2 separate regions of the Macaca mulatta genome follow, and region 1 is linked to region 2. The links are chromatin contacts, called in public Hi-C maps. All regions are on one chromosome and are shown on one strand. Each heading gives the region's core, a stretch centred on a gene start, on an enhancer-like site or on the middle of the called end of the contact. The rest is flanking DNA. Distances are from core to core; before and after follow the strand shown. Region 1 overlaps SEL1L3 (SEL1L family member 3). Region 2 has its middle 62 kb from the start of ANAPC4.

Evidence for each region. A called contact is a pair of places that touch in the nucleus more often than the background predicts.
Region 1: a contact with region 2 is called in a Hi-C map of sperm, with 5 times the contacts expected there. The contact joins two enhancer-like sites. A contact is called at or near these places in 8 of 14 Hi-C or Micro-C datasets (cortical neurons, fetal cortex germinal zone, fetal cortical plate and 4 more).

What each region holds. Positions count from the first base shown.
Region 1 is chr5:24,813,470-24,819,344 of T2T-MMU8v2.0, forward strand. It overlaps SEL1L3 (SEL1L family member 3), which reads right to left. Exons shown (of 24, transcript XM_015138127.3): 15 at 5,676-5,852; 16 at 2,458-2,585. Among named protein-coding and RNA genes, the nearest start is that of SEL1L3, 86 kb to the right of the region's middle. Within about 2 kb of position 2,577, at least 2 of the 40 cell types and tissues checked have an H3K27ac peak or open chromatin away from gene starts, as enhancers often do.
Region 2 is chr5:24,454,408-24,460,596 of T2T-MMU8v2.0, forward strand. No RefSeq gene overlaps it. Among named protein-coding and RNA genes, the nearest start is that of ANAPC4, 62 kb to the left of the region's middle. Within about 2 kb of position 4,819, at least 3 of the 40 cell types and tissues checked have an H3K27ac peak or open chromatin away from gene starts, as enhancers often do.

The DNA.
Region 1 (5,875 bases), core at 1,327-3,826, 360 kb after region 2:
CTACCAAGAGTTCTAGTATTCTATTAAGTCATGTTTACTTACTTATTATTAGCTTTCCCTATTTGGCTTTGTTCCCTAATTTATTAGGAGTTTATTAGTAATGACCTAGTCTGTTATAATCTTTAGACTTATAACTACTAAAGTAATAGTTTAAGAATGCATAACTAGAAAGCTAATAGAAGGGGAAGTAGAATAATTTTTTAAAATACTTGATTAGTACAAAGGAAGAGTAAGAAAAGAGATTAAAAAAAGGCCCCCCACAAAAGTGACCCCTGACAAAACCCCCCAACAAAAGTAACAAATAGAAAATAAGCAGGAAAATGGTATATTTAAAACCAAACATATCCACAATTACATTAAATGTAAATGGACAAAATACACCAATTAAAAATGAAAATTTAAAAATACAAAAAATAATTAAAAATACAAAATTTTAAAAATTAAAAAATACAAATACCTAATTATATGCTGCTTACAAGAGACATGCATTGAAATTTAAGAATGAAGAAAAGTTGAAAGTAAAGAAATGGAAAAAGATAAATCATACAAACTCTAACACTAAAATCAGGTATAACTATATGATCATCAGAAAAAATAGACTTTAAGGCAAGAACCATGAACAGAGATAAAGAGGACATTGTAAAATGATAAAGGGATCAACTACAAAGACAAAACAATTCTAAATCTATGTGATCCAATAACATAGATTCAAGATATATAATGCAAAATTGACAGAACTAAAAGGAGAGGTAAATAAGTTCACAAATATAGTTGGAGATTTTAATATACTTCTTTCAGTAACTGACCTAACAAGCAGAAAAAGAAACATCAGAAAGGACGGGGAAGCTCTGAATAACATAATTAACAAACTTGATGTAACTGATATATATGTAGATGTTGTACCCAACAAGTTCAGAAAGTACACTCTTTTCAAGAAGCCATAAAACATATACCAAAATTGACCATATACTAGTCATAAAGCACACTTCGACAAATTTCAAAGGATCGGAATCATTCACAATATATTCTCTCATCACAGTGAAATTAAGCTAGAAATCAATAACGAGAGGATAACAGAAAAACCACAAAACATGAATATTCATGTCAAATATACTAAATAACAAAGATAAAAAACCAAGTCAGTCTAAGTCAAGTTTATCACGAAGGTCAGGTCAGGTTGGATTTGAACCCAAATGTGTTACGAAGAACAATCTTTTGGAGAGCCAGGGTATCAGTGTGAGGGTGGCTTAAAACAGAGGTCGACAAACTCTTTTTCTGTAAAGAGCAAGATACTAAATACCGTAAACTTCGTGGGCCACATATAGTCTCTGTTGCATATCCTTCTTTATTTGTTTTATAACTCCTCAGGAATGTAAAAGCATTCTTAGCTCTTGGAGTCATACAAAACAGGTACCAAGCTACATTTCATCTATGGGTCATGGTTTGATAATTCCTGTAAAACATTTTCAGACATGCAAGACCTCAAAAATGTGCCTCCCATTCACCATACCTCAGGAACCTACTATAGGATGTGCTCTACCAAAATGTAAGTGCAGACCAAGAAAGAGAAAGAAAGGGGTCTGGCAAAGAAGAGAACCAAAAAAGACAGAGATGGAGGGAAAGTAAATATCCATAATAATGACAGTTAATCTCAGCATGACAGCATTGTCCTGAACAAAGACTCCAGGATGGATGTTACCAGGAAGGTTAAATTAACATAATATGTAGATAGGTCTGGACATACTGAGAGGAAATTCAGGCACCTGGAGGAGAATTTGGAGATCAAGTACATAGAAAATGATAAGTATACAGAAAGCTTAGCAAATAAACAATAAAAAATAAGTAACAATCCATAGAAAAGAAAAAGTTGTGCAAGAAAGGAAAAGTAATCATAGTATACTATGGCTCAGTTAGAAATAGCATTTACATGGTCATAATAATGTAAGCCCTGATACTAATGTAACCAAAATGATATACTTATTGGGAAGATGAAAGATGGCAGGAAGTGTGAATGAGCTGAGTAGTGGGAGGTGGCAGAGTCAAAGGAAACTACATCTTTATCGTTCACAGTGGGACATCATTAGACAATGCCTAGCATGAAAATACCAAGAAATAGTGGTATAAGCATATTATTTAGAAATAGAGACAAATAAAAAATAAATAAAATCAATAAATAAATCTTTCAAAAAAGATTGAAAGTGATTCATTCTAGGGAGCAGAAAATAGAGTCTGGGGGTGGGATGAAGCGGGGTAGGCAAGAATTTCTTGTTTTGCCTTTGTCAAATTATTTTTAAATTTTTAATTAAAATTTTTAATTTTGTCTTGTCAAATTATGTGGCTTTTAAGACTACATGCATGTATAACTGGTAAAAATAAAAAACTCAATTTAAAAAATGCTCAGGCACAGTGAATCTAGGATATGACTTTCCCTTCAAATGCAGTGTTTGACAGTCTTACACAACAGCTTTCTCAGGATCTCTAGGGAATGTCTCCAGGTTGCCTGTGATATAGTAGAGAGAACACCACAAGGTTCCTTCCATGTGTCCGCCTTGTGCAGCCTTATGGAAATATTCACCAGCTAAAGTCTGTAATGAGAGATGAACAAACGTTGAGTCATCCTAGCTGGGCTGGTTTCACCGGAGGCTAGGTGGTAAGATGCTTTAAGCCTGATATGATTACAGGCTTATAACTTCTGATAGCTTTAAAACCAGGGCAAGCAACAATTCCAGGAAGATAGCCAATCACAGAAGCCAGCCTCTGAGATGCATGACCTTGCCTCAGCTATTCTGTTGATTAAGTTTACCCAATAAATAAGACAATATGTAATTATGAATACCATTGCCATCTCATTTGATCCTCACATAACCCCCTGCAGGCTAGATAGAAGACTATATCAGAAGTCACACCAGGTGAAAATCCAGGCATTTGCTTTCCTAACCCTGCTTAAAACCTTTCTTCAAACTCATGTGCAAAAACTGCATTTCCAGTAGGAAGGTGAGAATTAGAATGTGACAATAAGAAAACTTCACTCACAGATGTCTTGGGAGGGTTAGCACACATTTGCTATGCATAAAAATATACAGCCACTTATGTCATCAGAGACAGGTAGAGGGAAAGAATAAGACAAACATATAGATGGGTATATTTCCACTGATTACTCTTATTTTTCTGAGGCACTTAGCTATTGTTTTTTGAAAGCAAGGGCGTTGAAGTTAGGCAGGCTTGGTTCAAATCCCAGCTCTGCTCCTTACTAGCTGTGTGGACTTGGGCATGTTGGTTAATCTCTCCAAATCTAATTTCCTTCCACTGAAAAATGTGCCTTCAGATAGCACCTACAGTGAAGGGCTGTTGCAAGGATTAAATGAGATAACACATTCTCAAGGTTTATCACAGTGTTTCAAAAAGAATAGTCTTCCAATTCTTCCCCTCCTACCCCCAAATCTGCTGCTGCCACAATCTTGTTCCTCCCAATAAATGCCACTTCCATTCTTCCAGCGCAACAGATGACAAATGCCCTGGAGTCATCCCTGACTCTTCTCCACCTCTCACACCCCACATTCAATCCACCAGCAAATCCTGCTGCCTCAACCTTCCAAATACATGTAGAACCCAATTTCAGCCCCTCCACTGACACCGCCCTGGTCTCGCCCACTGCCCTCTCTCACTTGGATCCAATGCATGAACCCCCTGCTCCTGTCCATGTCTCCAGTAGGCAGGATCTAGGAGGAACTTTTAAAACATAACCCATCATTGCCCCATTGAACACTGCCCAGTGGTTTCCACTTTGCTCAGAGCAGAAACTAAGTCTCACACTGGTCGGCTTCCTCCCTAGCCCTGTCTCACACCCTCTCCGTCTCTTCTGCTTTCCACTCCACTCCTCTGGCCTCCCTGCTGCTCCTCTAGCACACCAAGCCTGCTACCTTCTCGGGGCCTCTGCACTGCCTGTTCCTTCCTTCCAGAATGTTCTCCCAGATATCTGTAAGATTCCTTTAGGAGTCTATACAATATCACCTTATGAAAGAGGCCTTCCCTGGTTCCCTGGTTTCCATTATAAAATAGCATTTCCCAATCTCCACCTCCTCATACTACATATATATATAAAAGATATATAAATAAAAATTTATATACACATATAAACTATATAAAAATTAAAAATACATTTTTTGTTTGTTTGTTTGTTTTTTGAGATGGAGTCTCGCTCTGTCGCCCAGGCTGGAGTACAGTAGCGCAATCTTGGCTCACTGCAACCTCTGCCTCCAGGGTTCCAGTGATTCTCCTGCCTCAGCCTCTTGAGTGGCTGGGATTACAAGCATACCTGGCTAATTTTTGTATTTTTAGTGATGAGGGTTTGTGTTTTTAGAGACGGAATTTCACCATGTTGGCCAGGCTGGTCTTGAACTCCTGAGCTCAAGTGATCTGCCTGCCTCAGTCTCCCAAAGTGTGATGGGATTACAGGTGTGAACCACTGTTCTCAGCCCTCCTGAACTTGTTTTAGTTCTCTGCATAGCACTGATCTTCACCTCCCCTCCTATTACATAGTTATTTGTTTATTGTCTTTTCCATTTGGTGGAATGAAACTTCATAAGAGCAGGGACTGATTTGCCTGCTACTATGTCCTCGGTGTTCAGAAGGGTGCCTGGCACTGGGTAGGTGTTCACCACATTTTGTTAAATGTAGTTGAGCTCAGGGCCGGGCACAGTGGCTCACGCCTGTAATCCCAGCACTTTGGGTGGCCGAGGTGGGCAGATCACTTGAGGCCAGAAGTTCAAGACCAGCAAACCTCATCTCTACTAAAAATACAAAAATTAACTAGGCATGGTGGTGCACGCCTGTAATCCCAGCTACTCCGGAGGTTGAGGCATGAGAATCGTTTGAACCCAGAAGGTGGAGGCTGTAGTGAGCTGAGATTGTGCCACTGCACTCCAGCTTGGGTGATAGAGCGAGACTCTGTCTCAGAAAAAAAAAAAAATAATAATAATGTAGCTTAGGTTATGATTACCAACATCAACATTATTATTAATAGAGTGGACTTCCACTGTGCACTAGGGCCAGGTCTTCACACCACAAAGTGTGTGACCCTATGTTACTTAATTTCGCAGTACCTCAGTCACTTATCTGAAAAATGGACATAACCAGAGTATTAAGAGCTATTTCAGAGAAGAATTAGGATTATGTAAGAGAGCACATGGTACGGTGTTTTGCATGGTGCAAAACAGCTTGGCACAGAGGAAATGCTTAATCAACACTTAAGATTGCCATTGTATTTTCATTATTATTAAAACTGGTTTCACACCAGGCAGTCATATCTGGACTTAGCTCTCCTTGCTTCTAGCAAGATCAGTCTCTGCTCCATCTCATTCTATTCCTGTCCTGTGTCATCTCCCCCTCCTCCCTCTAGCTCAAGACCCCCTCCTCCATGAAGGCTTCCTGGCTGCTTTGGCCTTCACTGTTTCCTGGCTCCAGAGCTTCACGTCACACCATTTGCCACACACTTGGCACTTGGCCAGATGCCACCCTTTCCTCTTCACTATCTTGTCTTCCTACGAGACCCCCTGAGCTCCTCGAGGACAGGGACTGTGTCTGGGGTTGTGTCTGGGGCACACAGTGTACCTTCAACAAATGCTTCATGATCAATGGACCGACCAGTTGCAGAGTGGGCCTCAAGTCTTACTCACTTGATTTCTTCCAGGGACTCCAGGGAAGATGCCATCCAAATGCAGGACTCCAAGATTGTATGATGCATCTGGGTTCCCCATTTCTTCTGCTTTTAACCAGTACTTTGCTGCTTTGGCGTAATTTTTCTTGAATTTGTGGTAATACCATCCCAGGCCATTGACTGCCTGATGCAATCCCTAAATTTTGGAACAATAAAGAA
Region 2 (6,189 bases), core at 3,569-6,068:
CAAAACAAACAAACAAACACACACACACACACACACAAACACACACACACACACACACAGAGTAGGCCTCAGGCTTGCTTTTGAAATCCCACTGCCTGTGAGGCTGTGGTGCCACGGCTGCTGCGGACCTTGACAGCCCAGATGTGAGGCCTGGCCTCTCCTACTTCCTGTGAGATCTTGGGCACATCGCGAAGCCTCTGCTGCTCCAGCTGTGAACGGGGAAGACCAATGGACAGAATCTCATGGGTTTTTGGAGAATTACATGACATAGTGGATGTAAAAGCTTTACATAATAGATGTGAAGCTTTTAGAAGACTCCTTGCATTCACAGAGAGGGCGCTTGGCAGCGTCAACAGCCCCTGCTCCCACTTCGGGCAAGTGAACGGGCCGAGAACCCTGGCTCTGGACTGCCGTGGATTGACTCTCCTCTATCACACAATGCCTGGGGCCTAGAGCAAGTTACTTGATAGTTCCATGCCTCAGTTTCCCAGTATGTTCACTAAGGATTATAATGCTACCTGCTGCAGAAGTTTGTTGTGAATATTGAATGAGTTAAGAGATGTGATGTGCTTGTAACAGTGATGGCATTTGCAAGACACCCCTGCATTCGCCGTTGCTTCTATGACAATGACATGGTTATTCTGTGCACAGGGCTTTCCTGTTGGTAGCACTCCTCTGAGTGGTCCTCACCTTCCCTCTCCCAGAAACTGAGCAGCTAAGATCAGATCAAGATAGAAAAGCTGTGAGAGAGATGAAATCAAGGCACATGGCTAAGTCTTGTTTTTATTACTTCTGTGAGGGCTTAAGTACATTTAGCCGGGAGCTGTGTGATTTTTATACACCTCCAAGGTAGAATTGGGTCTTCTTCCTTTCATAATTAACATTTAATTTTTTTCCTAATTTTCAAAGTGATAAATATTTGTGGTAGAAAATGTGAAAAATACAGAAAAGCGAAGAACAAAATCTCTCACAATCCCATTAGTTCGAGAGAACACATTTGGCTGTGTATCCGTCCAGTTTTTGTCACATACTTATAAATATTTTGGCAACATTGAGATTATACAATACATATCATTTTGTAAGTTGCTCTTCTACTTAACAGTACGCTGAAGGCTGGGCATGGTGGCTCATGCCTGTAATCCCAGCACTTTGGGAGGCTGAGGTGGGAGGATCACTTGAGGTCAGGAATTTGAGACCCGCCTGGCCAAAATGGTGAAACCCCATCTCTACTAAAAATACAAAGATGTGGCAGGTGCCTGTAGTCCCAGCTACTCAGAAGGTAGAGGCTGGAGAATCACTTGAACCCAGGAGATGGAGGTTGCAGTGAGCCAGGATAGCACCACTGCACTCCAGCCTGGGCGACAGAGCGAGACTCCATCGCAAACAAACAAACAAACAAAAAAACATGAAACAAGACAAGCAAACAAACAAAAACCCAGTATATGGTGATGTGATTTTCAGGGGATTCTTAGATATCTTTGTATCTCTTGCTGATTTTTAGAGCAAAGTTTTGCCCTCCTGTTCAAGGTTTCTCAATCTTCAGTTATTATTATAATGTTTTTACTGTTAAACTTCTTTTTCAAATAAAAGTTATTTCATTTTGGCTTCAAGAGGAACCTGTGAAGGATTGTTACTTGGGTATATTATGTGCTGGTGGGGATTGGACTCCTAGTGTACCCTTCAATCAAATAGCGAACATTGTACCCTTGAACTTTGCAAACTTCGCTCCCTCCCACTCCTCTCTTTTGGAGACCCCAGTGTCTGTTATTTCCACCCTTGTGTCCGTGCACACTGTTTAGGTCCCACTTGTAAGTGAGAACATTTGGTATTTGATTTTCTGTTTCTGAGTTATTTCACTTAGGATAATGGCCTCCAGCTCCAACCAAGTTGCTGCAAAAGACATGATTTCATTTTTTATGGCTGTGTAGTATTTGTGTGTGTGTGTGTGTGTGTGTGTGTGTGTGTGTGACGTTTTCTTTGTCCAGTCAATCACTGATGGACATGTAGGTTGGTTCCATGATTTTGCTATTGTGAATAGTGTATAAACACACAAGTGCAGGTGTCTTTTTGGTATAATGATTTCTTTTCGGTGGATACTCAGTGGTGGCATTGCTGGGTTGTTCTATTGTTAGTTCCTTGAGGAATCTCCATACTGTCAAACTTAAGTTACTTATGGCCTCCTTTACAGGAAACAGTTCACAGACCCCCAAGAATCTTCCATCAGTGAACATTTGGAACATCCTCAGGCCCCAGTTTGAGAAACAGTGCATTGGATAGGTTGCTAGATGGATACCAAATGAATAAATATGGGCAGCAGGCACCTGCTTTGGCAGAGACTTCTTTGGGTCTATGGAAGTCTTCCTTTCTGTTGGATGAGGCTCATAACAGTGATTCATATCTGCAGGTGCAGGCATGGTCTGGACCAACAGCCAGCCACATGCTGTTCCTGCCATTTGCCATCTGCACTGTGTTTTGACTCCTATTTCAACTCCTATTTGCAGTACCATAGCTGTTTCCAGCTTTCAATGACTCTAGTCATCAGCCAGGCTACTCAGCCAACCTGAAAATATGCCACGGTATCCACACATTTCCAATCCACCATGATTTTAAAAATACTCATCCTGTATTTCTATTAAAATTATAGCATTTTAAAATATTTTTATCAAAGGATTACATACATTAAGAAAAGGAAGCAAATTGTCACAATATTGTTTGATAAATGATCATAAAGTGAAAACACCCAGGTGATCAACCCTCAGGTCAAGAAACAGAATATTATCAGGATCCCAGAAGCCCGCTTTATGCCCCCCACTCAAAAGATAACTGCTATGCTGACCATATCTTACTTTCGTCTGCCTTTGAACTTCCTATAAGTAGATTTATCCACACTGTACATGTATTTTTGTGTTTGTGTGTTTACTTTCTTTCTCAACATTGTCTTTGTAAGATCCATCTGTGTTGTGTGTGACAACCATCCATTTATTCGAATTGCCTTATCATATTCCATTGCCTGAATATGCCACAATTTTATCTATTCTGTTGATGGGTATTGGGTTGTTTTCATTATTAGGTTATTAGGAATAAACTGCTATGACATTCTTGTACCTTTATTTTGGTTCATACGTGTAAGTATTTCTGTTGAGAATATACCTAGGAGTGGGTCATAAGGTGTATGACAACAGTTTTTTCAAAACGGTTGTGCCATTTACACTCCTACCAGCAGTGTCTGAGTGTTTCAGTTGCACCATCTATTTGCCAAGACTTGGTGTTACCTGTTTCATCGTAGCCATTCTGTTTGGTGTGCAGTGGGTTCACATTGTGGTTTTACTTGCATTTGCATATGACTTATGAAGTTGAGCACGTTTTCATATGTTTATTGGCCATTTGTAAATCCTTTTTTGCAAAGAACCTAATTAAGGGTCTTGCCTGGGGAAGTAAGAAGAGGATGAAGTCTAGAGATAGATGAAGGTGAAGCAGGGAGAACTTTGGGATTCACCATTTTACTGAAAACTTTTGATACCTGCAAGTAATCATTCTGGAGTCACTGTGATGTGATTCTGGGATGTCCACAGCTGAGCAATTCCCTTGTATGACAAGATGCCTGCAGGGAGGCTCTCTATTGCTTGGGTATGCTAGAACACATAAGGAATACATTAGGGAGTATGTCCCAGCCCGGATCACAGAAAGGCTATTGCTTTTCCTAGGCCGTTTGAGTTCCTAGCTACCACCACCAGTTTCAGTAGACCTTAACCTTGCAATCGAGTTGTAGATTATAGCACTATTGAACCTATATGAATCAGCCCCTCAGGGCCAAGTTCACGTATTTGGTTAGAGGCAAGTCTCATTTAAGTACATTTTCTCCCCGTGTGATGTTTATGAAAATGATGAAATTCAGTACCTCTTTTCTACTTCTCTGTATTTCAAATCAACCACATAATTTCCCCCTTTTGAAGGCTGCTGCAGTGTAAATGGAAAAGCTCATGATTTGGGCTCAGACTATATCAGTTTAACTCCCAGTGCTAAATTTAACTAGTTGTGTGATTTTGGGTAAGTCACTTTACCTTTTTGAGACTTAATCTGCTTGCCTATAAAATGGGTACATCTACCTTACAAGGCTAAGATTCAGATAATTGATGCAAAAGCGAACTGTAAACCTTACGTTACTGGCCAAATCAGTATTATGATTTATATTAGTTTTGGACCTACAGAAGGAGATCTTGGAAGATTGTAGGGCTGGGAGCCAGAGGCCATGGAAGATAGGGAAGGAGGTGAAAGTGGGAAAAATTACACCCTGGAAACCCAGTGACCAAGTCTCAACTCCTGGTTGGCTTGCATCAAAAGCTGGAGCCTGAGCGTCTGTTAGTGACGGAGCCAATGCAGAAATTCCTCTGACCACTAGAGGGAGCCATACATTAGGTTGGGCATCAGATGGGCCTCTATTATATTTAGCAAAGATCCTCATGGTGCCTGCCGCTTTGATTTCACATCTGTAGGTCTGAAAAAAGCACTAAGCTTGACACTATGTCTCTTGATTTTAAAAAATTATCTTCTTCCTCAACATCACCACCACTACCATCATCATCCTAGTCTTTGCCTATCCATTAGTCTTGTTATCTCTTTGCCTTCTTTTAGGAGTGTAACAATTGCTTTTAAAAATCACAATTTACAATGAGAAATGTAATTATCTAGCAATCCAGAGCCTGTGTCTACCCACCAGGATCTCTTTTCTCTGTAGTGCAATTACATGAAATGCCAACTTTTAAATCACAAGTTGGCTGACCTGCCCACGTCCACCAGAGGACAGGCCTGCCTTGGAGGGGAGCCATGTGGCCAGGGCTGTGCAAAGCCCTTCCATTGTTGTGTTTGATTTCTGCAGAAGGGGAACACCAAGGCCATGTGAGGGTCAAGCCTGAGAAAGAATGCTTATTTTTGGAGTTTCTGATAAGGCCAAAAACAGACAGAAAAAAAAGAAAAAACTGAACATTCAGCACATTCATTTTACTGATACTAATGCTGCTAACTTTTCTGGGAAAATTCAACTTAGACTACTCCGCAGTGATAAGAAAGCAGTGTCCCCACACATTTTCTCAATTCCTGGAGGAGGGCAAGGCAGAGGATGGTGCCTGTTTCTCCTAGAGGAAAGGGCTCAATCCTAGAGTCTGCTGGGTCAGCCTGAAACCTCCCCTCCAGTGGGTTTCACTCCCACCTCTGCCTGACACACAGGTGGAGCCCTGCTAGGAAGCTGGTGGGGTCCTGGTGCCTGCTCCACTCCCTGGACTTCTTGGCCCTCTGCCTGGGCTCCCACAAGCTATGAGGAAGTACTTGGGGGTCAGGAGCAGCTCAAGAACATCCTGGAAAGTTTAGAAAATTTCACTTTTCAGGTCTGGTGAGGTCGCTCATGCCTGTAATCCCGGCACACTGGGAGGCGGGCAGATCACCTGAGGCCAAGAGTTCAAGACCAGCCAGACCAACATGGTGAAACACCAATACTACTAAAAATACAAAAATTAGCTGGGCGTGGTGATGGGTGCCTGTAATCCCAGCTACTCAGAGGTTGGGGCAGGGGAATCACTTGAATCCAGGAGGCGGAGGTTGCAGTGAACCAAGATCATGCCACTGCACTCCAGCCTGGGTGACAGAGTCAGTGAGACTTTGCCTCAAAAAAAAAAAAAAAAAAAAAAAAAAAAAAAAAAAAGAAAAGAAAAGAAAAAGAAAATTTCACTTTTCTTTCATATATTCAGGCATTTACTTTAAAGATAATTAGCATTATCATTTCTGTCACTTTAAGGGTAATATTAAGAGAAATAAAACTCAGGAGATTTGGCTGATTTCTGCTGATTGTTTCTTTTATTCAGCCAATATTCCCGGGGCATGTGCCATGAACCAGGCTCTGTGCCAGCTCCCGCAGATGCAAGATGAAGACTTTGCCCTTGCCCTTGAGTGGCTGGAGAGGACACAGATGGACAAGCACCTAGATGAGATGAGAGGTGTAGGGGTTGGGCTTAGCTCGGCTTGTGGGAGCCTGGGAAGGCTTTACCAGGAGGTGGCGCTCAAGTTCAACTGAAAATATGGGTAAGTTGTTCCCTAGACTGACAAAGTAGGAAAAGGCATTTCAGACAGAAGCACAGTGTGTGCAAAAGCTTGGAGGTGTCAATGATTGGGTCACCCCCTCCGACTTGTAAGTCAGGT